3 separate regions of the Mus musculus genome follow, and regions 1 and 3 are each linked to region 2. A link is a contact called in public HiCAR-type and HiChIP or PLAC-seq data. All regions are on one chromosome and are shown on one strand. Each heading gives the region's core, a stretch centred on a gene start, on an enhancer-like site or on the middle of the called end of the contact. The rest is flanking DNA. Distances are from core to core; before and after follow the strand shown.

Region 1 (3,280 bases), core at 699-3,198, 700 kb after region 2:
GAAACTGCCCTGCTAAGATCCCCTCTCCAAGCTGGGGCTCAAAAGAGCTTGGAAATCAGCTTGTTTCTTGCTGGTCCAGATAGTAGCCAATTTTTTTAATTGATTGATTATGTTACCTGAAGGTCAATGTAGCCATCGTCTGTGCTGGCAAGCCTTGAATATTTGACTTTACTGCTGGGGAGTCCAGTTGCCAGGTTGGTACGAGACGGCATCATAACAGAGTAACACAGCTAGTCTGAAAGGGAAAGACTTGTTGTCTGCAGCAGTCCCAGTACAGCCCAGGAAAGGATGTCAGATACTGTTCCGAGCTGCTGTGCCACATGCTACCCATGGTAGCTTAGGCGTTTCACTGCTTACGGTGACCCGACACTTCTTGTACACACTAAGCATGCTTCCTTTATGGATCTAGGTTGACTTCACAGAAAGACACCAAAGGCACTTCACCAAGAATCAGGCTCTGTTCAATCTGCTACCGATGTTTCTGGCCTAATTTTCTAAAGTCCAATGTTCACATTTTCAACCCCTCCCTTACAGTACTGCCTACCCCTTAACTTTCCTCAGGAGCATAAATTCACATAACTTTTTTGTCTGCCATGAAAGGAGGAGGAGGAGGATAAGGAATGACACACACATCAGCATCGTGTCTACTTCTAGGTGTGGTACGGTTCTATGTACAAATTCTTATCCATGTGGGAAACGCCCTGGCTATCCATACCACACTAGACATCCACGGCCACCTGCCTCTCTGCTCCCATCCCAAGCATGAAACAAGTGAGTTTACATTCCACATCATGTAGCTCCTGAAAAAACGGATCTAAAAATCCGTTTTACTCAAACTATTCAAAGCAGACAGACATAATAAAAATCATAACTACTGAATTATTTGAGAGTAGGTAAAATTTAAAAGCAATGACGTTTAAATCTTAAAAGTTTGAAATTTAAGCTCAGTACTTCAGTAGGTTACTCTAATCCCAACTACTTGGGAAGAAAGGTGTGGATATACGAAGTTGGAGGCCAGTCTGGGCAACATAGGAAGACCAGACACTCTCCCCTACCATAAATGAAATGTGTGGATTCTTTATAAAGTCATACAATTATGTAAACAAAACAGACTATTTTATTTGCAATGGCATTTGAATTCTAAACGCAAAAAGTCCATCTTTAAGAAGAAAACTAAGTGGCCTTCACTGGTGTGATGTTTTGCACATAATCTCCACAATGGCATGTGATATTTTTTCGATCTTAATGAGCTGCCAGACACTGGTATTACAGTCGACCTTAAGTAACTAGCATGCAAAAAACTGGTGTCAAGTGTTTCTGCGTTTTGGTTAATTACATCCTAGTTCAGAAGTACTAAAAAGGAGCAACGGGAATCCATTTACATTTCTAAACCTTAGGTACTAGGTTTTTGATGTTGCCATCCCATAACATGTTTAATTCCTCATATCTAAAAGTTGAAGCTACCAATAAGCAGGATTTTCGAAGCATTAAACCATGCCTGATTTGTATTACAAGTTATAAAGTTATGTACTTTCCACTTATAAACTCGCACCAAAACAAAAACGTTGCAGCACGACAACGAAATGGGAAGATTTGTTTTTCTTAGCAAGGGATTCTAGAGTGGCGTTATCACATAGTAAATGACAACTTAAAAAACTATCAGCCCAAGTTTCTGCTACACTTTTTACCGGCCCCACCACGATTTCTGCCCACCCTCCCGGGCCCACAAGGACCTAAGCGTGGCGCTGTGGACAACCTCTCGTCGCCCTCCGCCGCCGCCAACGTGAACTAACTGTCTCCGGGAAGCAGCCTCGGTGGCAGGGCCAGGTCTCGCGGCTGGCTTCCGGGAGCGCGCGCCCGCCCCCTACCCGCGCTGCGCTCCCCGTTCTCCGTTAGGCGCGCTCGCAAGGCTCGCTCAACAGCCAAGCGGAAGGGGCGGTCTTAAGGACAGCCCAGCGGAAGTGACGTGGCGGATAGAGGCGCACCGGAAGTGCTGTCACCAGGAAATCGTGTCATCGAATCTTGCTTCCAGGGCACATGGCTGGAGGGCTTCATTGCTGTCTTGTTTTATGTTTGGTAGCGTTTCTTTACGTAGCGCAGGCTGTCCTGGAACTCAGGATGCTGATTAGGCTGGCCTCGAACATAAGGTTTGCCTGGGACAAATGGCGAATGCCACCATGCTCAACCGGGTAGCGGCTTGCTTTTGCCCTGGTGACCAGGACCTGCTACCTCCATAGGGTGGGCGGGCGCGTACTTAGGGTCTCACCCACCAGGATCGAGTTCACAGCAAAACTGTTGAGGTTCCAGTCCTGACCCCATGGCCACATCGGTGCACAGCAGAGTCCTGGGTATCCAGAGGGGTGGACAAGGGATACCCACCAGGAATCTTGCCCTGTCCTAAACACCCCTATGCTGACACTGGTCACCACTCACTAATTAGCGTTCTCACAGCCCCAAAATCTTGTTATTACTACCTGATTATTAAACACTACCCAGGTAAGTGTCCTACCTACCAGACACAGCTGAGTTCTAACATTCATCCTCATGAAAGTGACGTCTTGATAAAGCATTCCCACCACTCCAGAGTTCTCTGAGAGCAGTATTTGCAGGCTACTTCCTTCTGCACTTAATTGGCTCAAAGTATTGAACAGTTGTAGCTACTAGGCATGAGCTCTAACCAACAACCTCCCAGAACAAAGCTGTATTGTCTACATACTGTCAAACATGAAATACAAAGGAAAAATATCTTGGGGTCCACAGATAGAGCTTAGTATTTAAAGGCCTTCAAATGTGGCCTCCCGGAACAGAGCAAACAGGCTCTATACTAGCCATGGTTTGAGATCCTGCTGAAATATAGCAAGAACTGAAAATGGTTCCCCACACCAAACCAGGTTAACACACGCATGCTCACTCATACCTGCAAAAGACACACACACATAAAAACTGAGAGGGGAGGTAGGATAATTTGTCACCAAGCTTGAAGAACTTCATTCAACCCCTGGAAGCCAGGGTGCTGGGGTATACCAATTCCTATAAAATTGTCCTGACCCCCACATGAGCCTCACACATACACAATAAATATACTCAAATATTCTTTAGTTTTATGTAGCATATCATGATCAAAACCACAGGGCCTTTTTAACCCTTCTTGGATCAAGTAGCCACGAAGTTTGGGCCTTTGCTTCACTCAAGATGGACTGTATGTAGTCCTGGTTGGCCTAGGGAGAGATTTATCCACCCCACCCCCTGCACTGCCATTAAAGTTGTATTTTAAAAGAGC
Region 2 (3,482 bases), core at 7-2,506:
CTCAGCGACAGCTTCCAACCATCTCAGACTTAGGCAGGATGGGACAGGCACGGAGCCTGTGGCTATCCTGTAGGGTGAGCTCACATCTCATCTAGGCTCCATAATGGAGGACCTTGAATTAAGGCACAGCTTTCCTTCAGTGGGGGAGTTAGAGCTCTGGTTATTTTTAAGCTGGTGAGAGACCCAGTTCAGAGCACAATACCCATGGCTGTCAAAATGTAGCCCTGTAGGGCTGTGCCCGGGAAAGTGTTGAGGAAAAGCTGGGATGGTTTTAGGTGGGGGAACAGAACACCAGACAAGTGCAAACGGGCACTAAGACCTGGTTTTCCACAAATATCTCCATTAGTATCCCCAATACGGACTCCAAGGAAGCCGTTCTCAGGGGAAGGAGACTGAGTGCAAAGGTGCTGCCTAGAGGTCACCTCTCACCTATCTCATCCTCAGCACAAGCGTCACTCTGGACAAAGCCTGCAGATCTGAGAGACAGAGAAGGCCAGGCATGGCATTCTCTGACAAATTCTCCCCCTGATTTACCCCAATATGGCAGAGACCCTTGCATATCACCTACTACCCACATGGAGAAACAGTTCCTGATGCTAAGAGATGGTGGAAGGAGAGGACAGTACCCACCACACAGCCCAGCCTTTTCCCACCTGCTCATGCTGCCCCTGGCAAGCTACTTGGCCACTGAAAGCCTCACTTTCTTTTTCTGTGAGCTGGAGACAATAATAATTCTCTGGATGGGATTCATAAATTTCAGGGCTCAGTGCTTAGCAGGATTTTAATCTAAATGTGTTGGGGTAGAGATAATATAGATCAGTACTAGAGAACTCATGCAGCATTTGAGAGCCCCAGGTTCAATTCTTAGAACAGCAAGCAAACTAACCCACCAAACAACCCACCTACCCACTCACCCACCCCTACTTATCCCTCCCCTGCCCTGTGGCTTTTCAGAGAGGTACCACAGACTTGGGAAAGGACTTACTGACTGTATCTAGAGAGCGGTCAGAAACAGTAGCTGAAATACGGCGGGGTTATGGGTACCAGGGCTCAGCAAGGCTTATTTCCCCCTGCAGAAGGGTTAGGCAGTCCCTGGAAAATGCCCGAAGGAAGGATCCTGTCCTGCAGGAAGAGCACCCTCAAGGATAGCATCCCTCAATGGCTGCAAAGTCAAGCCAAATGCTGGAAATGCCATTCTGACTCAGACTGCATTTTTTTCTGTTTAGCAGTGGCTGACACATCAGTGGACTATGTTGTCCAGTGGTTGTTGCCAGCCTGGTTTTATTCAGATATGTGGACAGCATGCCATGTTTTAGTGCTGTCCCAGTCTTACTGCAGACATTGATACTTTAATTTATGCACAACTGACTTTTGCAGAGTCTTCCTGGAACAGGGAATTTCTCACACCCGAAGGGGCTGGGATTCAAAGGCAGGCTTCCAGCCCCAACAATTTCCTTCTGCTTCCCTTGAGGTCTGACTTACTTTGAGTTTTCTCAGAAGCAAGCTCTGAGATAGGACAGGGTTCAAGTGCAAGCGTTTAGCCTGATAGTGAAACACCTTGGGTAGCTGCTGACTGGTAAGTCAGTTGCTAATGTGAGAAACTGAGGCTTAACCCCTAAGGGGAGTTTTGGGTTTTCCCACCAATGGTGAGGGATGTGGGTACCTAACACTCATCTCCATCATTCTCTAGCTGATTTCTTCACTAATTAAATTTCCCCACTTATATGGACTGCATTTTGGATGGGCTGCAAAAAGGAGTAAGTTACGGAAGCCTGTGGGTAAGAGATGCAGGCAGGCACTTAGGAGTGGGCCTGTGCAAACCGGAGATCTGAGGGAAACAGGTGGGCCCCACAGCCTCTGCCACAATCAGTTCTTACTCTCTTTCTAACCACGGTGTGCAGATATACTGCTTAGGATACTCAGGCTTCTTTGTTGCAGTCTGCCAGAGACAGCTGGTGGATCCACCAGCTGCTTTACCTGCTCATCCCCCATCAGTGCATCAGCTTTGTTACCGGTGCTGCGGAAGCTTGGCCCTCAGTGCATATTGAGGTGGGACAATGTGTAATGGATGGGGCCTTGTGGAAGGTAGGTGGTGGTGGTGGTGGTGGCGGGGGCAGCTCCATTCTCATGGAAGGGTTAATGCTGTCTGGTGGGAGTGGGCCAGGTCTTATAAGACTGGGATAATTCTCATGACACTGGGATATAAAGCAAGACCACCACATATATCTATTTCTCTTATACTCTGCCATTTCCCCTTCCATTCTCTTCCATTCTGTGTTGTTCCCATAAGCCCTTCCTAGATACTGATGATGATGTTGTCTGGGCTTCCCAGCTATCAGAACTGAGAGACAAATAAACCTCTTTTCTTTATAAGGTTGTTAATCTCAACTATTTTGTTATAGCAACACAGTACAGACTAAGGCTATGAAAGTCTCAATGGGTATACAGGAGTCTTGGGGCTGAGGCTATACCACTCTCAGTACTCGGGCACACTCCTCCTTGGTTCTAGTGGGCTCACTCCCCCATCCTGAACATCATTCTCTGATTTCTTATGGGTACAAAGCCCAGCTGGGCAAACTTGCTTTAGAAGTTGTTTTTACCAAGGAGGCTACTGTGTGCTGCCAGCTGTAGCCTCTACCTTTCTCCAGTCCCCCAGTGCTGCAGCCCTGCTCTGGCACTCTCTGTCTGCAGTGTGTCTTTGCATGAGCTATGTGGGCACTCTGTTCTCTGTGATGGCCTACCTTCTCTTGCTTTTGGGTTGTTACGCATGGTTGTCCCTGATGCTCTTCTTACATACCTGGCAGTGTGTAAGAAGTGACAGCTCCACACGGGGTGCCTTCCACCTACTTTCCGTTTAGACACAAGGAGGTCCTCCTATTTGGGCTTCCCTCAGCCCCTCACCCACACCCCTGTTCAGTTTCCACCCTGCTGGCTTGGTTGCACCCACCTGCCTTCCCACAAGTCCTGTACGAGGGGTGTTAGTTTTCTGGAAAGTGTGGTTCCCCAGTCTATGCAGCTCCTGGGAGGTGGTGGAACCTTTAAGAAGTAGGGACTAAAGCCTGGTGTGGTGGCGCACGCCTCTAATCCCAGCACTCGGGAGGCAGAGTCAGGCGGATTTCTGAGTTTGAGGCCAGCCTGGTCTACAAGGTGAGTTCCAGGACAGCCAGGGCTACACAGAGAAACTGTCTCAAAAAACCAAAAAAAAAAAAAAAAAAAAAAAAAAAAAAAAGTAGGGACTAGGGACTAGCTAGAGGATTTAGCTCCCTCTCCCTCTCCCTCTCTCTCTCTTTCATTCTCTTCTGTTTTTAGCCACTCACTGCTGCCATGACATGCTGCCCCACCACCTGCCCCCAAACGGCCAGCCAGCCAATCAGACTGCAGCCTCCCAAGCAATGACCCAATAAGAAAGCTCTCCCCTTTTCAGTTAGCTGTCTCAGGATTTGTCACAGAGCCTGCTAACACCCTAACACCAATAAGAGGTA
Region 3 (3,095 bases), core at 567-3,066, 600 kb after region 2:
GGAACTTTAAACTGGACCTTAGAAGCTCTCCCTGACTTTGAGGCTGGCCTGGAGCAAGTTTCAGGTCAGCCAGGACAAAAAGAAAAAAAAAAAAAAATGCCACTCAAACACCCACTTTCTTTCCTCCCTTTTTTTTTTTTTTTTTTTAAGGTGGTGGTGGTCAAGACAAGGCTTCTCTGTGTAGCCCTGGCTGCCCCGAAACTCACTCTGTAGAGCAGGCTGGCCTTGAACTCAGAAATCCTGCCTGTGACTCCTGAGTGCTGGGATTAAGGATTCGTGCCACCACCGCCGGGCAAACACCTACTTTCTTACAGAAATTACTTCCCACAAGAATAAAACAGTGGTGGGAGTCGGGGTGATGGAAATACTCTGGTATAAAAAGAAAGAATCAGTTAACAGTTGAGCAAAAGACATTGTCTAGAGAACAGATACCTCATGCCTCGCTGATGTCTGCCTGAGGATGCTCAGGGCCTCCTTTTAACTAACTACCAGGTGTGTCATGAGTGCTAACACGGTGGACAGCCTCAACTGCCCAAAGCTATTAACTTTTGGATGAGCTAAGCATAGAGAGTAGTTCTAAAGTGACCCTGATAAGGTCAACTATAACCCAGCAGAGAATCCTGAACTTCTAAGAGGTGAAGAAGGCCTCTCACAAACTTCACCAGAGTCAAACACCTTAAAGGAGCAGGCCAGCAAAGTCACACAAGATGAAAGGGCAGATGAGAGAAACGGAGCAGGTGAGGCCTCAGCCCAATAGCACTCAAACAAAAAACAGAAAAATTTCAGCCACCTAGCCTAGCCTTCAGAAAGGAGAAAACTGCCTAAGGGAAGTCACATGGCCAGTTAATGACAGCTCAAACCAGGCTGTCTCAGGACTCAGATACCAGATCCTCACATCCCTGGCCGCCTTAGTTCAGAGGACCCAAGCGTCAGAAGGGATAGCATCTTCGCCATCATCCGGTCTCCCAGCACCGCAAAAAGCAGACTAACAGCTACTACAAATGCCCCAACCCCAAGTAGCCTTCAAAAAGCTAACTTTCTTCCCTGTGCACTTGCCCTCACCCCTTGCGCTGAAAATCAGGAGTTTCCCATCAGACCCGCTTAAAGCCCCTCATCCGGAATGAAGGCCGAGTTCCCATAGGCTACACATCTAATGGGACATCTCCGGCCAAACGATGAAGACAATTCTTCACCTTCAAGTTATCACACTCCAATGTCAATTTCTCGGTCAAGAGCGCAGGCAACAAGGCGACCCCGGACCCCTGCGGGGCAGGCCAGCGTGAAAGGTCGCAAGGTTGGTGCAGCGGCATCTAAAATTACTCCGTGTCGCCTTCCGCAAAGAGGGAAGGAAGCCAGACTGGAAACAGCACCGCCATCCCCCGCCCCTCGGGCTGACCCTGAATCCCCGGGCGCGGGGATGCGGGGCGCACCACCTGGGGAGGGGCGCGCAGCAAGCCACGCAGCACGGCGAGCCCACGGTGGCTGTCCCGGGGGCACCCGGCGGGGCGGCAGTGAGCGCCGGGGACGCACGGCCTGACACTGCAGCCGGGGCCGCCGGGCCGCGCGAGCCGGCGTGGGGGCGCAGGCCGCGCCGCGGGTGGGTGACAGCGCGCGGGGGCCGCGCGGGCCGGCCTCGTGGGCTCGGCGAGCAACCGGGGCTGCCGGCAGGTGCTGCCGCGGACCCGGCGTGGGGCGTGGGGCGCGGCGGCCCGGCTCTCACCTGCCTGCAGCTCGCTGGGCTCGCGTCCCGCCGATCGCACCGCTCGCGCCGCAGTGCCTGCCGCCGCCTTGGGTCCCCGCGGCAGCCGCCTGCAAAATGGCGCCGCGGAGGGGCGGGCCGGGGGCGGGAGCCGCGCAGCCGCCCGCCCCGCGCGCCGGCCCCTCCCCGCCCGACCCCCGGCTCCGCCCGCGCGCCCCGGGGCGCCGAGCCGCAGACCCTTCCCCACACACCTGCTCCGGGGGGGCCGCCTAGGATGCTCGACGCTCGCAGGCTCTCCCCTTCAGAGCCTCCTTTCTACCCTGCAGGACCCCAAGCCCTGCAGTAGCTGTGGGGTGACAGCGAGAGGGGTGCAGTGTACCCGGCTCAGTGGGTAACCCGCTTTAAAGCAATTTCGCGGCGTATCCAATTGGGCCGTCAGGCTTCCGAACTCGCTGGGGAAAGAGAGCCTCCTTGCTTATGCTGACGCGGGAGAAGACACACCAGGCTTGATTTCTCTGGGGCGTGTGTTCTGATAGAGCGGGTTTGGGGGCAACCTGCTATTCTGTATTTCTCAAGTGTACCCCCCAAGGAATGCCTGCTGGATGGGCACTTAGGCTGTGAGTCAAAAGGCCGCGTGTCAATAAACACATAGCACTTAGGCCGGGCAGTCTTGCCCAGGGGGGCATCATTAAAACTGGGTACCACCCCCAGCGGTGCTGAAACTGAAGTGTGGCTTCGAAATTTGCATTTCCAGGAAGTTTCTAGGTGATGCTGCAGGCGGTGGTCTAAGATACTAACTTGTAACTAAACCACGTTCTTACCTCCACCAAAACAAACAAAACCCTAATAATTAGCTCTCTCTTCTGTCTTCCATCTTGAAACCACTGTCTTGGTTGTTTTTCTAACCCAGTAATTCCTTTCATCCCCAAGCAACTCCGGAGAGCCATAAAGAATGGTCGACCACAGCTGACCTCATCTTTAAAAACAAAAAGCAGATTTTATTCCTGAATTGTTTATGTTTGGCAGTCTTGAGGACTGGTAGCACACTGATCAATAGAGGCATGCCGTAACCAGCAAAGACGGGCATTTTATAAAGTAGGCTAGTGCGGACGAGCTGAGAGAATCAATATATAATTCTCTAAGTCTCACACTAAAATAAAACCAGTGAGGCTTAGTGGTGCACACCTGTAATCCCGGCATTTTGCAGGCAGAGGCAGGAAGACGATGAATTTGAAGTCAGCCTGGGCTACTTAGACTCCTGTCTCAAAAAAAAAAAAAAAAAAAAAAAAAACCCTAAAAAACAGTAAGTTGAATTGTAAAATCCAGCATACCCTGGAAGACCATAGGTTAGTATTTCATCTTCACTGAAGATGAAGAAAAGAGATGATTCTGTAAC

Evidence for each region. HiCAR-type assays count read pairs that join an accessible place to other places. HiChIP or PLAC-seq counts read pairs in DNA pulled down with a chosen protein or histone mark.
Region 1: a contact with region 2 is called in a HiCAR-type map of astrocytes, with 3 times the contacts expected there. The contact joins the promoter of Tmem230 here to the enhancer-like site in region 2. A contact is called at or near these places in 5 of 39 promoter capture datasets (the 3T3-L1 cell line, the SN4741 cell line, cranial neural crest and 2 more), 6 of 484 Hi-C or Micro-C datasets (B cells, adipose-derived mesenchymal stem cells, cortical neurons and 3 more), 4 of 115 datasets of contacts at active chromatin or transcription factors (astrocytes, craniofacial prominence, embryonic forebrain and 1 more) and 1 of 9 other capture datasets (embryonic stem cells).
Region 3: a FOXA1 HiChIP or PLAC-seq map of pancreatic cancer cells shows a contact between it and region 2. The contact joins the promoter of Slc23a2 here to the enhancer-like site in region 2. A contact is called at or near these places in 5 of 39 promoter capture datasets (the HPC-7 cell line, the SN4741 cell line, cranial neural crest and 2 more), 5 of 484 Hi-C or Micro-C datasets (embryonic stem cells and pro-B cells) and 8 of 115 datasets of contacts at active chromatin or transcription factors (VIP interneurons, embryonic stem cells, epiblast stem cells and 4 more).

What each region holds. Positions count from the first base shown.
Region 1 is chr2:132,245,840-132,249,119 of GRCm38.p6, forward strand. It overlaps Tmem230 (transmembrane protein 230), which reads right to left and starts at 1,949. Exons shown (of 4, transcript NM_027478.3): 1 at 1,734-1,949; 2 at 117-235. The coding sequence starts at 215.
Region 2 is chr2:131,547,300-131,550,781 of GRCm38.p6, forward strand. All of the region lies in intron 1 of Adra1d (adrenergic receptor, alpha 1d), which reads right to left. The region is part of intron 1 of Gm39938 (a long non-coding RNA gene); the gene reads left to right. Among named protein-coding and RNA genes, the nearest start is that of Gm39938, 11 kb to the left of the region's middle. Within about 2 kb of position 1,257, at least 49 of the 459 cell types and tissues checked have an H3K27ac peak or open chromatin away from gene starts, as enhancers often do. A contact at or near this core is called in the SN4741 cell line, adipose-derived mesenchymal stem cells, astrocytes and 2 more, where this site is marked.
Region 3 is chr2:132,143,292-132,146,386 of GRCm38.p6, forward strand. Slc23a2 (solute carrier family 23 (nucleobase transporters), member 2) reads right to left here and starts at 1,817. Exons shown (of 16, transcript NM_018824.2): 1 at 1,721-1,817. It overlaps Gm14051 (a long non-coding RNA gene), which reads left to right and starts at 288. Exons shown (of 3, transcript XR_866753.3): 1 at 288-1,294.